Linked DNA regions of Mus musculus: regions 2 and 3 are each linked to region 1. A link is a contact called in public HiChIP or PLAC-seq and promoter capture Hi-C data. All regions are on one chromosome and are shown on one strand. Each heading gives the region's core, a stretch centred on a gene start, on an enhancer-like site or on the middle of the called end of the contact. The rest is flanking DNA. Distances are from core to core; before and after follow the strand shown.

The links. Promoter capture Hi-C pulls out the DNA fragments that hold promoters and counts their contacts. HiChIP or PLAC-seq counts read pairs in DNA pulled down with a chosen protein or histone mark.
Region 2: a contact with region 1 is called in a promoter capture Hi-C map of erythroid cells, with 10 times the contacts expected there. The contact joins the promoter of Kansl2 here to the promoter of 2310068J16Rik in region 1. A contact is called at or near these places in 2 of 39 promoter capture datasets (erythroid cells and liver).
Region 3: an H3K27ac HiChIP or PLAC-seq map of microglia shows a contact between it and region 1, with 7 times the contacts expected there. The contact joins the promoter of Prkag1 here to the promoter of 2310068J16Rik in region 1. A contact is called at or near these places in 1 of 39 promoter capture datasets (liver) and 1 of 115 datasets of contacts at active chromatin or transcription factors (microglia).

What each region holds. Positions count from the first base shown.
Region 1 is chr15:99,971,751-99,975,080 of GRCm38.p6, reverse strand. 2310068J16Rik (RIKEN cDNA 2310068J16 gene) reads left to right here and starts at 1,794. Exons shown (of 1, transcript NR_028124.1): 1 at 1,794-2,914. Larp4 (La ribonucleoprotein domain family, member 4) reads right to left here and starts at 2,301. Exons shown (of 16, transcript NM_001024526.2): 1 at 2,098-2,301. The coding sequence starts at 2,115.
Region 2 is chr15:98,532,810-98,536,139 of GRCm38.p6, reverse strand. It overlaps Kansl2 (KAT8 regulatory NSL complex subunit 2), which reads left to right and starts at 1,871. Exons shown (of 10, transcript NM_133714.5): 1 at 1,871-2,238; 2 at 2,364-2,622. The coding sequence starts at 2,372.
Region 3 is chr15:98,830,006-98,833,335 of GRCm38.p6, reverse strand. It overlaps Prkag1 (protein kinase, AMP-activated, gamma 1 non-catalytic subunit), which reads left to right and starts at 1,828. Exons shown (of 12, transcript NM_016781.2): 1 at 1,828-1,906. The coding sequence starts at 1,898. Kmt2d (lysine (K)-specific methyltransferase 2D) reads left to right here. Exons shown (of 55, transcript NM_001033276.3): 55 at 1-1,667.

The DNA of each region.
Region 1 (3,330 bases), core at 545-3,044:
GTTTTTTGTTTTGGTTGGTTTTTCAAGACATGGTTTCTCTGTGTAGCCCTGGCTGTCCTGGAATTGGATCTGTTCACCAGGATGGCCTAACCAACCTGCCTCTGCCTCCCAAGTGCTGGAATTAAAGATGTGTACCACCCCCCCCCCTGAATTCTAACTGGTTTTAATATATTTCAAAACATTAATTTTCAATAAACTACATATGAGAAAATGATGAACTGAGTGACTAATGAGCATATTAACTAAATTTACATAGTAGTTTGGTGGAAAATACAATAATAATTCATTAGCAGAGCCAGGAGTAGAGGTGCACTCTGGGAGGTAAAGGCATATACTATGTCTAAACTTGGAAATATGCCTTTTATCCCAGGGCTCAGGAAGCAGAGGCAGTCAGATCTCTGGGTTTGAGGCCAGTCTGGTCTAAAGAGGAGTGCCAGGTAAGCCAGGGCTACAAAGAAAAAACCCTGTCTCCGGGGGTGGGGTGAACAATATTTGCACGGCATGGTAATTCCTAAAAAGGAAACTAAGCCCTGCTTACAATAAAACCTGATTTCTTGTCCTTTTCAAAACCAAGGTGAACTTAAATTAATAACAACAAAATAAACAGAAAGATTGAGTCCACTGTTCGAAATTTTTAGTGGACTGTTTCAAATATCCAAATGAATACATACTACTGACCTTCAGCATACATTAATTAAGCGTCTTTAACGCCTAATTTTTAGGATCCCAAACTTATCAACTGAAAGGTAGATCAGTAATGAGGGAAAATGAGTATAGAAGATATAAGCAGTTATTTGCTTAATATACAATACACGTGTTTGTGTGAAAATGTCCTTATGTAACACAATACCAAGTACAACGAATATACACAATGAAAAATAAGAATTGCTTATTTACTTTATGCCAGACTACCCTAAGATTCTCCCACCACCACTCTGAACACTCTTTGCCCCTAAGTTAGCCCCATCTTCCAAGTCCATTATACAACCTGTGATTCCGTCTCTCATGAAAAGATTCTTTTTATGGGCATAGTTAACAAATGCCAAGTTGCAAAGTTGCAGCTTTGCTGGATTGACGTTTTCACAATGTAAGAACAATATGATCTGGAATCTACTCAAAGCATTTGCCAGGCAGTCAGCTGATGCTCACTCAACACAACCGGGCAGAAACGAGAGAAATTAAACTTCATTATTTGTCTAAGACAGGTAATCACTACCTTGAAATCTCAAACAGGCGGACGGTAGACGGTCCAATAGAAACGGTATTTCCACCGATCCAACACCACCACAAAACCCCGGCTTCACCTAAGTTTCTCTCCTCCTTTGCAATTTTCCTTGTAACTGGCCCCGAACAGGTTCGCGGAATCAACCCGCACCACGCAGCCGCAGCCCGAGTAACTTTTACAAAAGGTCAGAGCGGTGCCTTTCAAGGCTTCCGACCCCTGTGGGGCTTCGCCGTTCGCACCAGCTCGCTTTCTCCCCCCGCACCCCCCTCGAACGTTCCAGAGCCGGCGGACGCAACCCAACAAAATTTTGGTGCAGCTTGGGGGGTCCGGAGGTGGGGGGAGCGGGCGAGCTTTCTACTCTCTTAAAAAAAAAAAAAAACAACAACAACACGCCCCTCCCCAGTTAGCGAGACAAAACCCCACCGCGCCCGCAGTTCCCCTTCTCCCGCGCTCCCACATGTTGCTCGCTCCGTCCCAGGCGGCCCCGCGAGGCCTCGCTCACCCCCAGCGCGCCCACCTGATCGCCCTTTCTCCGCAGGCTCCGCCCCCGCCGCCCGCCCGCCCGCTCGCCTCCTTCAGGAGCTCCATATGGGACACCCTCGGCTCCCTCGGCTCCTCACGCCACCTCAGCCCAGCCCCCGACGCGCCGCCTTCCCTTTCCCTGCCGCCGGGGGCCTCGACCCACACAGGCTCCTCGGGCCTGCGGAGGGCACAGCGGGGCTGCACGGCCTGCACGGCCCAGGTGCTGTGTCAGCCTCTCGTCGGGCTCCGCGGCGTGGACGGCCTGGAAAGTCACATGGCGGTGGGACCGGCCCGCGCCCCGAACACTCCGGCTCTTCTCAGAGCCCGACCGGGCGACCCGAGCCACTCACCTCAACGAAGAGCAACATGTCTGCTTCCGCTCGGCCCGATCGTTCACGCTGCCGCGACTCCAACTGGCTCCCAGGCCCGGGCCCCGGTCGGTAGGATAAGGACACTCGCCTTGCCCCTCCACCCGGCAGTGGACCCGGCTCCTCCCCCGCCGTCAGCCGCTGCGCCCTGACCCGCCCAGTCCCTCCTCCCGGGAAGCAACAACTGTTTCCGGTTCTGGAGGAAAACTGCTTCCGGGGGCGGAGGGCCTGCCCGCCCCTGTGCGTGCTTCGCTCCGGCAGGCTCGTCTGTGGCGGCGAAGGCGAAAGTGTGTGGTACGTGTCGCGTGTGGGTCGACGCCCGGGAGGCCGCGCCGGGCTGTGCAAAACGCTCACTAAAGCATTTGTACTTTCTACCAAAAAGCTGACACCGCACTGCTAACCCTTGCGCAGATTCGTGGTTAAAAACCTAGGTCCGATTAAAAAGCGACCGAGTGCACCCGCCCCTGCTGATGACGTACTGGCTCCTCCCGCCCCTCATTAGAAAAAAAAAAAAAAAAGCTGAAGAGGGAGCTAAGATACTCTTCAGCTACTCAGTGCTTGTACTTTACTAAGCATTTTGCATAAGTTAATCTTAAGACCCTATGAATGTATTGTTGGAGGAGTGCTGGAACAGTCAGATTCCTTTCGCTACAACTTTGATAAAACTTTAGCCCAAGCCCCTCGGAATCAGGTCTCATTAACATAATGATGCTCCGCTGTGATGCTTAATGCTCTACTAAAAATAATTAGCCTAGATCTCTTCTTTATTATGTTTTCATAGTCAAATAAAATAGTATACAAATATTTAATTATTTTTACTAGAGTTATTCTTCCTCTACCAGTCTCTATTGCTCCAGTTTCAAACACTTTTTTTTTTTTTAATTTAAAAAAACATGAGCCGGGCGTGGTGGCACACGCCTTTAATCCCAGTACTTGGGAGGCAGAGGCAAGCGGATTTCTGAATTCAAGGCCAGCATGGTCTACAGAGGGAGTTCCAGGACAGCCAGGGCTACACAGAGAAACTCTGTCTCAAAAAAAACAAAAAAATAAAAAATTTACATATATATATTTGTGTGTGTGTGTGTTTCCGTTTTTTTGAGACAGGGTTTCTGTGTAGACTAGGTTGTTCCCGGAACTCACTTTGTAGACCAGGCTGGCTTGAACTCACAGAGATCTACCTATCTGCCACCTGAATGCTGGAACAACACCTTAAAG
Region 2 (3,330 bases), core at 622-3,121, 1.4 Mb after region 1:
GATCCACCTGTCTCCAGCTTCCCTCCACCCAGCACTAAAGAAGCTGAGGCAGAGCCAGGCCGTGGTGGCACACACCTTTGATCCCAGTACTTGGGAGGTAGAGGCAGGCAGATTTCTGGGTTCGAGGCCAGCCTGGTCTACAAAGTGAGTTCCAGGACAGCCAGGGCTATACAGAGAAACCCTGTCTCGGAAAAAAAAAAAAAAAGAAGCTGAGGCAGGAGAGTAGCTATTTGAGGCAAGATGGCTGTATAAGGAGATCATGTCTTAGGCACAGCAATAGGAACAGTAGCTGGTGAACATTTTTCTTATTTTTAAATGGGAGAGTTTACATCATGTACGCATGTACCTGAATTCTTATTGGTGTGAAGAGACACCAAACCACTGTAACTCTTTTTTTTCCCTTGTTTTTTTGAGACAAGGTTTCTCTGTGTAGCCCTGGCTACTCAGAGTCCTGGAACTCACTCTGTAGACCAGGCTGGCCTCGAACTCAGAAATCTGCCTGCCTCTGCCTCCCGAGTGCTGGGATTAAAGGCATGTGCGCCACCATGCCGGGCACAAATAAGTTTTTAAAAATGGTGCACTCCAGGTTCAGTGAGACAAGTCCAGATCCTGTCTTTGACCACAGAGACCCCCTTGCCTCTCTCCACAGTGTTCAGATTACTGGTGTGTGCTACCTACCGTAACCGTACCTGGTGGCTTTTTCATCTTTTGTTTTTGAGACACGGTTTCTCTGTGCAGCCCTGGCTGTCCTGGAACTGGCTTTGTAAACCAAGTTAGCCTCGAACTCGGAGATCTGCCTGCTTCTACTCTTCCCCCCCCCCCCCCCCCCCCCAGTGCTGGGGTTAAAGGAGTCTGCCACCACTACCAAGTGGGAGATACTCTCTTAAGAGAATAAGTTGGGAGGCAGAGGCAGGCGGATTTCTGAGTTCGAGGCCAGCCAGGGCTGCACAGAGAAACCCTGTCTCCAAAGGGGGGCGGGGGGGGGGGGAGAAGAAGAAGAGAATAAGGCAGAGAGCCATCGGATTTCTATAGGTGTGGTTGGAATCTTTAAAGAATCGTGAAAACGGAATAGCCTGTTTCTATAATACACTATTCGGCAGGGCGTTGAGAAGCATGCGCTATGCCAGAAGTCATTTTGATTTTCCATCACTTTATCTGTAAATAATGTCTACCTAAAAAATAATGTCTACCTCTTAGGGCTGCTCTACAAAAATTAATTAGTACATATATATGATTCATGAGATAGAAAGAGTTCGAGTGTTTACATGAAATGACCAAGAAAAAAAAATTAAATGAACTGGTTGGTCACCATAGAAAACTAATAAAACCTTTTCATGTGTAAACAGAAAACACGGTCAGCCACCGTCCACTTTTTTTCTTTTCTTTTTTTTAAGATTTATTCATATGAGTACACTGTCCCTGTCTTCTGACACTGCAGAAGAGGGCATCGGATCCCGTTAGAGTTGGTTGTGAGCCACCATGTGGTTGCTGGGAATTGAACTCAGGATCTCTAGAAGAGCAGTCGGTGCCATTTCTCCAGCCACCCCAATGTCTACTCTTCTGCTGTGTAGGGACGGTAAAGAAGTAGCTGCCCGAGAAGACTGGAGACTACTGCCACCAGAAGACGAACCCTTCAGATGGAAAAATATCCGAATCCGGCGACTGGCGGTGGCCCGCCTTTCCGACGGCCCACTCACCGGCCGAGTTTCTGACAGACACTTCACTTCAGCCACTCCCGTTGTGGAGTCTCTCACTGTCCCGCCCTCCACAGGCTAGTGTTAGTTCTGACCAATAGGAGCACAGCACCCTCAGCGCAGCAACCAATCAGCGTCTAGGGTCGCGTTCCGAGCAGGCGGAGCAGCCAGAGGGCAAGCTGCGCGGTGCCGCGCGGTGGGGGAGGTAAGATGGCGCCGTGCCGGGCGCTTCTCCTTTGCTGTTAGGCGCTGCTCGCCTTCTCTGTCAGCTCAGCGCGGCACGTCGTCTCCTGCAGCGTTGGAGCCTCTCTGGTTGCTAGGCTTTCGGGGAGCCAGGTTCTCCGGTGCCGGGAGCCGTGGGACAAGATGGCGCTTGTAGGACGACGGCCAAGGCGCTCGGGTCGGGGCTGTGAGCGCTGAGGCGGCCAGGGACAAAGGCGGCGAGCCGGGGCGTGGGGGCGGGGCGTGCCGCGCCGTTGCAGTGGTGCCGCGTGGGACAGGCGCCGCGCTTCCGGTCTGCTGCTGCGGAGATTCGGCCAACGTGGTAGGGGCCCGGGCGGCGGGCGGGTCGGTGACGGGAGGCTGGAGGGCGGCCGCGGGAGCACGCAACCAGGACTCGTGGCCGGGCTAAGGCCGTTTCGATCTGTCGTGTGACCGCCCTCCCCGCAGGTTTTGGCATGAACAGGATTCGGATTCACGTCTTGCCAACGAATCGGGGGAGGATCACCCCAGTGCCCAGGTCGCAGGAGCCCCTTTCCTGTTCGTTCACTCACCGCCCGTGCTCTCAGCCGCGGCTGGAGGGGCAGGAGTTCTGCATTAAGCACATTCTTGAAGACAAGAATGCACCCTTCAAACAATGTAGTTACGTCTCGACGAAGAATGGAAAAAGGTGCCCCAGTGCTGCCCCAAAGCCCGAGAAGAAAGATGGGTACGTGGAGAGGCGTGGGTTATATGGGTGCCTTCGGGCTCCGAGAGTCGTTCTTACTTTTCAATGCACGCCAAGCACAGGTTGTATCACCGAGCCTGCTTCAACGCCCAAACCTCCTACCGTTAGACTTTTATTACATTTCGAAGCATTTATTTCCCGTTGGTAGTTTGTTTTGTGTGGTTAGGGACACGTGGGGAGGTCAGAGGCCAATTTGCTGGAGTCGGTTTTAGTACCTCCTGGTACGGAAGGACAGACAGAAGGTTAAGCTAGGCTTGCAGAGTCACAGACTCCCCCACCCCCGGCTCCTCTTTTGAGACAGTCTCGCCCTTGCTTGGAACAGTTTTGGCAACCCTTTATGGTTTTTTAAAGAACTTTCATGTGTATGGGTGTTTGCCTGCATGTGTGTTGGTGTACCACGTTCATGCTTGAGGGGAGGGCGTTGGGTCTCCTGGAACTGGAGTGGGAGAATGTTGGTGCCACATGCTTGTCCCCTGCCTTCAGTTTTAAAGTGCAAAGGGGAACATGATGTGTAGAGTTGGTCGTATCTGCGGAGTTTTAGGTCGTGTGTTTGTAAAAAAGGTATTAAGGATATTCACTCTTTGGGAGGCAGGTCAAAACACTCAAATGCTCAGAGGTGATGATGCTGGCAGCAGTGGTGCAGGCCTTTAATCCTGGCACTTGGGAGTTCAGGCCAGCCTAGTAAAAGCA
Region 3 (3,330 bases), core at 579-3,078, 1.1 Mb after region 1:
CTTAGTGTCAGCGCGGGGAGGGTGGGGGGTATTTATCTATTTATACATGGGATTGTACATAGTCTTGTGGGGCATGGGGGAGCCGGCCGGAGGTGAGAGCCCTCCCCTCTCCCCCTACCCCCGGGGAGAGCAAATGTAAAACTACTAATTTTTGTGCTTTATATATTCTATATAAATATATCTATTTTCTTTTTACAAAACCAGTTTATAAATGGTAGGGGGGTGTGGGGCGGACACATGGAGCTCCCCTTGTGGGGGGGCCCCCTCCATTACCCAACCTACCGCCCTTTCCTCCCCCCCCCTCCCCACCCCCTGGCTGTGACTGCTGTAAGGTGGGGGTATAGAGAGAAGCTGGGTGATTCTTACCCGGGTTGTATAGTTGGACTATGTTATAACGCACAAAGTGAGCTGGCCCCAGGGGGAGCCAGAGGGTGATGGTGCCCTTATCTTCCTTTCCCTTCCTTTCCCCCCCCAAGCTTGTGCTGCAGACGAACCTCTTCCTGCGGGTAGCGGTAGGGTAGAGGGTGTGTGAGGCCTCAGACCCCTCTCTGGTGGAGCGAGGGGATGAAATGACGCTTCTATGCAGTTCTCTCCTAGGGGCTGTGGGCAGAGGGCATTTTGTAATTACTATTTTCAAGAATCAGATTATCTGGATTGTAGAGATGGGCTGGATGGTGGCAAATGGGCAGGCCTGCTGGAGGGGTAGGGCGGTTGCTGTTGTGATTTTAGGTTTTTGTTTTGTTTTAAATTTGGGGGATTGTGGATTGATGGGGGTAGGGAGATTTTTGGGTTTTTTTTTTTTTTTTTTTTTTTTTTCTGGCCTTTTTTTTTTCTTTTCTTTTCTTTTTTTTTTTTTTAAAGCTGCTTCCTCAACTGTTTCAAGCTGCAAATGTTTGAGAATAACAACTCCCCCACACTCCCACGGAAACCATTGTAATTAGACTAGACAGTGGGAACCTGGGCTTGCTGTCCCCAAAGCCACAGAGCTGAACGGTCTAGGCATTAGGTGGGGGAGATGGTCTCCTGTGAGTCAGGCTCTGGTTGGGGTTTGGGCCCTAGAACTGGGAAAGGAGAAGGGGCAGACTTTGTAAGCATATGCTAGGTATCCGATAGTCCTGTAGAATTTAGTGAAGAAACCTTATACAGTTTTTAATTTTTATATAAACTATAACTCAGACCCACGCTACAAGGTTGGAATTTTGGTTGTTGTTGGTTTTTTTTTTTTTTTTAAAGTACCCTGCCTGTATAATTGCATCAGAATCCCACCCCCAACCCCGCCCCCTGTGTTTGTATTTTGGGTTGGTTTACACTTGCACTCAATTTTCAGTTTCTCCCTTTTTACCTTCTACCTTCACCTCCAGGACCCTCCCCCTTTAAAAAAAAATAAATCGCTGACAAGTGTGAACCCGTGAAGAACTTTCTTTTGTGTTGTGTGTATCCTGTACAGCAAGGTTGGTCCTTCGTGACAACGGATGAAATGGTTCCCTTTTTTAAAGCGCTCTCTCTTCCTCCACCCCCAGCGCCCCTGTCCTTGGCATGTTTTGTATCAGCGATCATTCTGAACTGTACATAATTTATGTTGCGAGAGGCAAAGGGCAAGTTTTGGATTTTGCTTCTTCAAAGTTTGTTTTTAAACGATAAATAAAAAAAGAACATTTTAAATACAAGTGCCTCTGTCCCATGACCCTCGCCGTTGGCCAGATCTTAAGGTCCTGGAGAGCTGGGAGAGGAAGGTTACCCAATAAACCAGGCTCAGCCACCGCCGGAAGGGTGGGTTCCCCGCCTTCCGCCCTGCGGCTGGGGTCTGACGTAGGCGGAAGTGGTGCGCGGCACCGGATGTGGGGCGGGGTCTGGCGCCAGGGAGCTTTCCAAGCTGAGGAACTGGCGGGCGCTAGCAATGGAGTCGGTGAGTGGCGCAGGAGGGCGGCGGGGGGCGCTGTGGAGCCGGAGACCCCCCGCTAGGAGCCGGGGAAGGCCGGCCCGGCTTGGCGCTGGAGTCCGGGACTCCCCTTCCTCTGCTCGGGTGGGCGCCTCTCCTAGGTCTGGGCCACACCCGTGCCCGCCCGCCCGCCCGCCCGCCAGGGGTCCGCGGTACCCTGAGAGATAGGGAGCGGGTTGTGAGCTTGGAGCCCCCTGCCCATGAGTGCCTCAAGTCCTTTCCGAAGTTTGCATGAGAGCGGGGTTGTGATCCCGCGTATTAGGTGAGCGAGCCCGGCTTGCAGGGAGCTCCAGGACCCCGTTTGTGCGATTGCTTAAGCAATTGTTGGCATCCTGCGAGGTTCCATTCCTTTACTAAGCCCGAGAATTGAATTTTCCGCGAAGGAAGGAATCCAGGAGGCCACTGTGTCCCCTGGACAAGTTTAGGTCGTGTCCTGATCAGTGACGCTGTGCATGCGTGTTGACAGCTCGTTCTTGGCGAGCACCGTCGGCTCGGCTCTTTACAGATGCGGTAGGTTTATCTGCTACTTACTTGTTTGACCGACCTCATTCGCAGGAGCTTTCTCTGCCACTCCGAAGGCCCTCCCATCGACTTCCTGCTCCGTAGTTTTTAACCGAGTATCTTCTGAGGGCAGCTTGGGGTTTGTCTTCCCCCACCATATATCCATGTAATACTTGCAGGTTCGCTCTTCTTAGAATTGCGTTTTCTTTGAGTCAGTTACTTGGCCTGGAGTAAATTCTCTCCCCCTCCCCCCCCCCCCGCCCCTTTGTGTGCAGAGGAATAGTGTAACTTAGTTTATAAAGAAGGAAGGATAAAGTGGTAAAATGGTATGCAGGTGGTCCTCTAACCAAGGATTTTGTTTTTCTACAGAGAAAGCATTCTCAGCAAAAGTAGTTTGATTACATTAAATTTAAAACAACACGTTTCTAACTTGTAAATGTATTATTTACATTATAAGTGAACTGTGAGTATATAGTTCTAAAGCAACTTTTCTCTATATTTACGAATTTAGCCCTTTGCTTTATATATACTGGAGTACAGAGAGACAGAGATGAGAGGTACCGGGAAGGCTGTTAGTTAAGGTAGACTGTAGTAAGTACTGTCCTTAGGGCTTTTTTTTTTTCCCCTCCCCTGAGACAGGGTTTCTCTGGGTAGCCCTGGCAGCTGTCCTGGAACTCACTCTGTAGACCAGGCTGGCCTCAGAACTCAGAAATCCGCCTGCCTCTGCCTTCAAGTGCTGGGATTAAAGGTGTCCTTAGGATACAGACACCTGACTAAAGGAAGGAGAAATTACAGTGAGCCTAGGAGCAGAGTTCAGCCCATGGCTCAGTAGTGTTGAAACTAGATTTTGATGATAGTGTAAGAAAAGGTGGCTAAAACCAAGTTGGAAG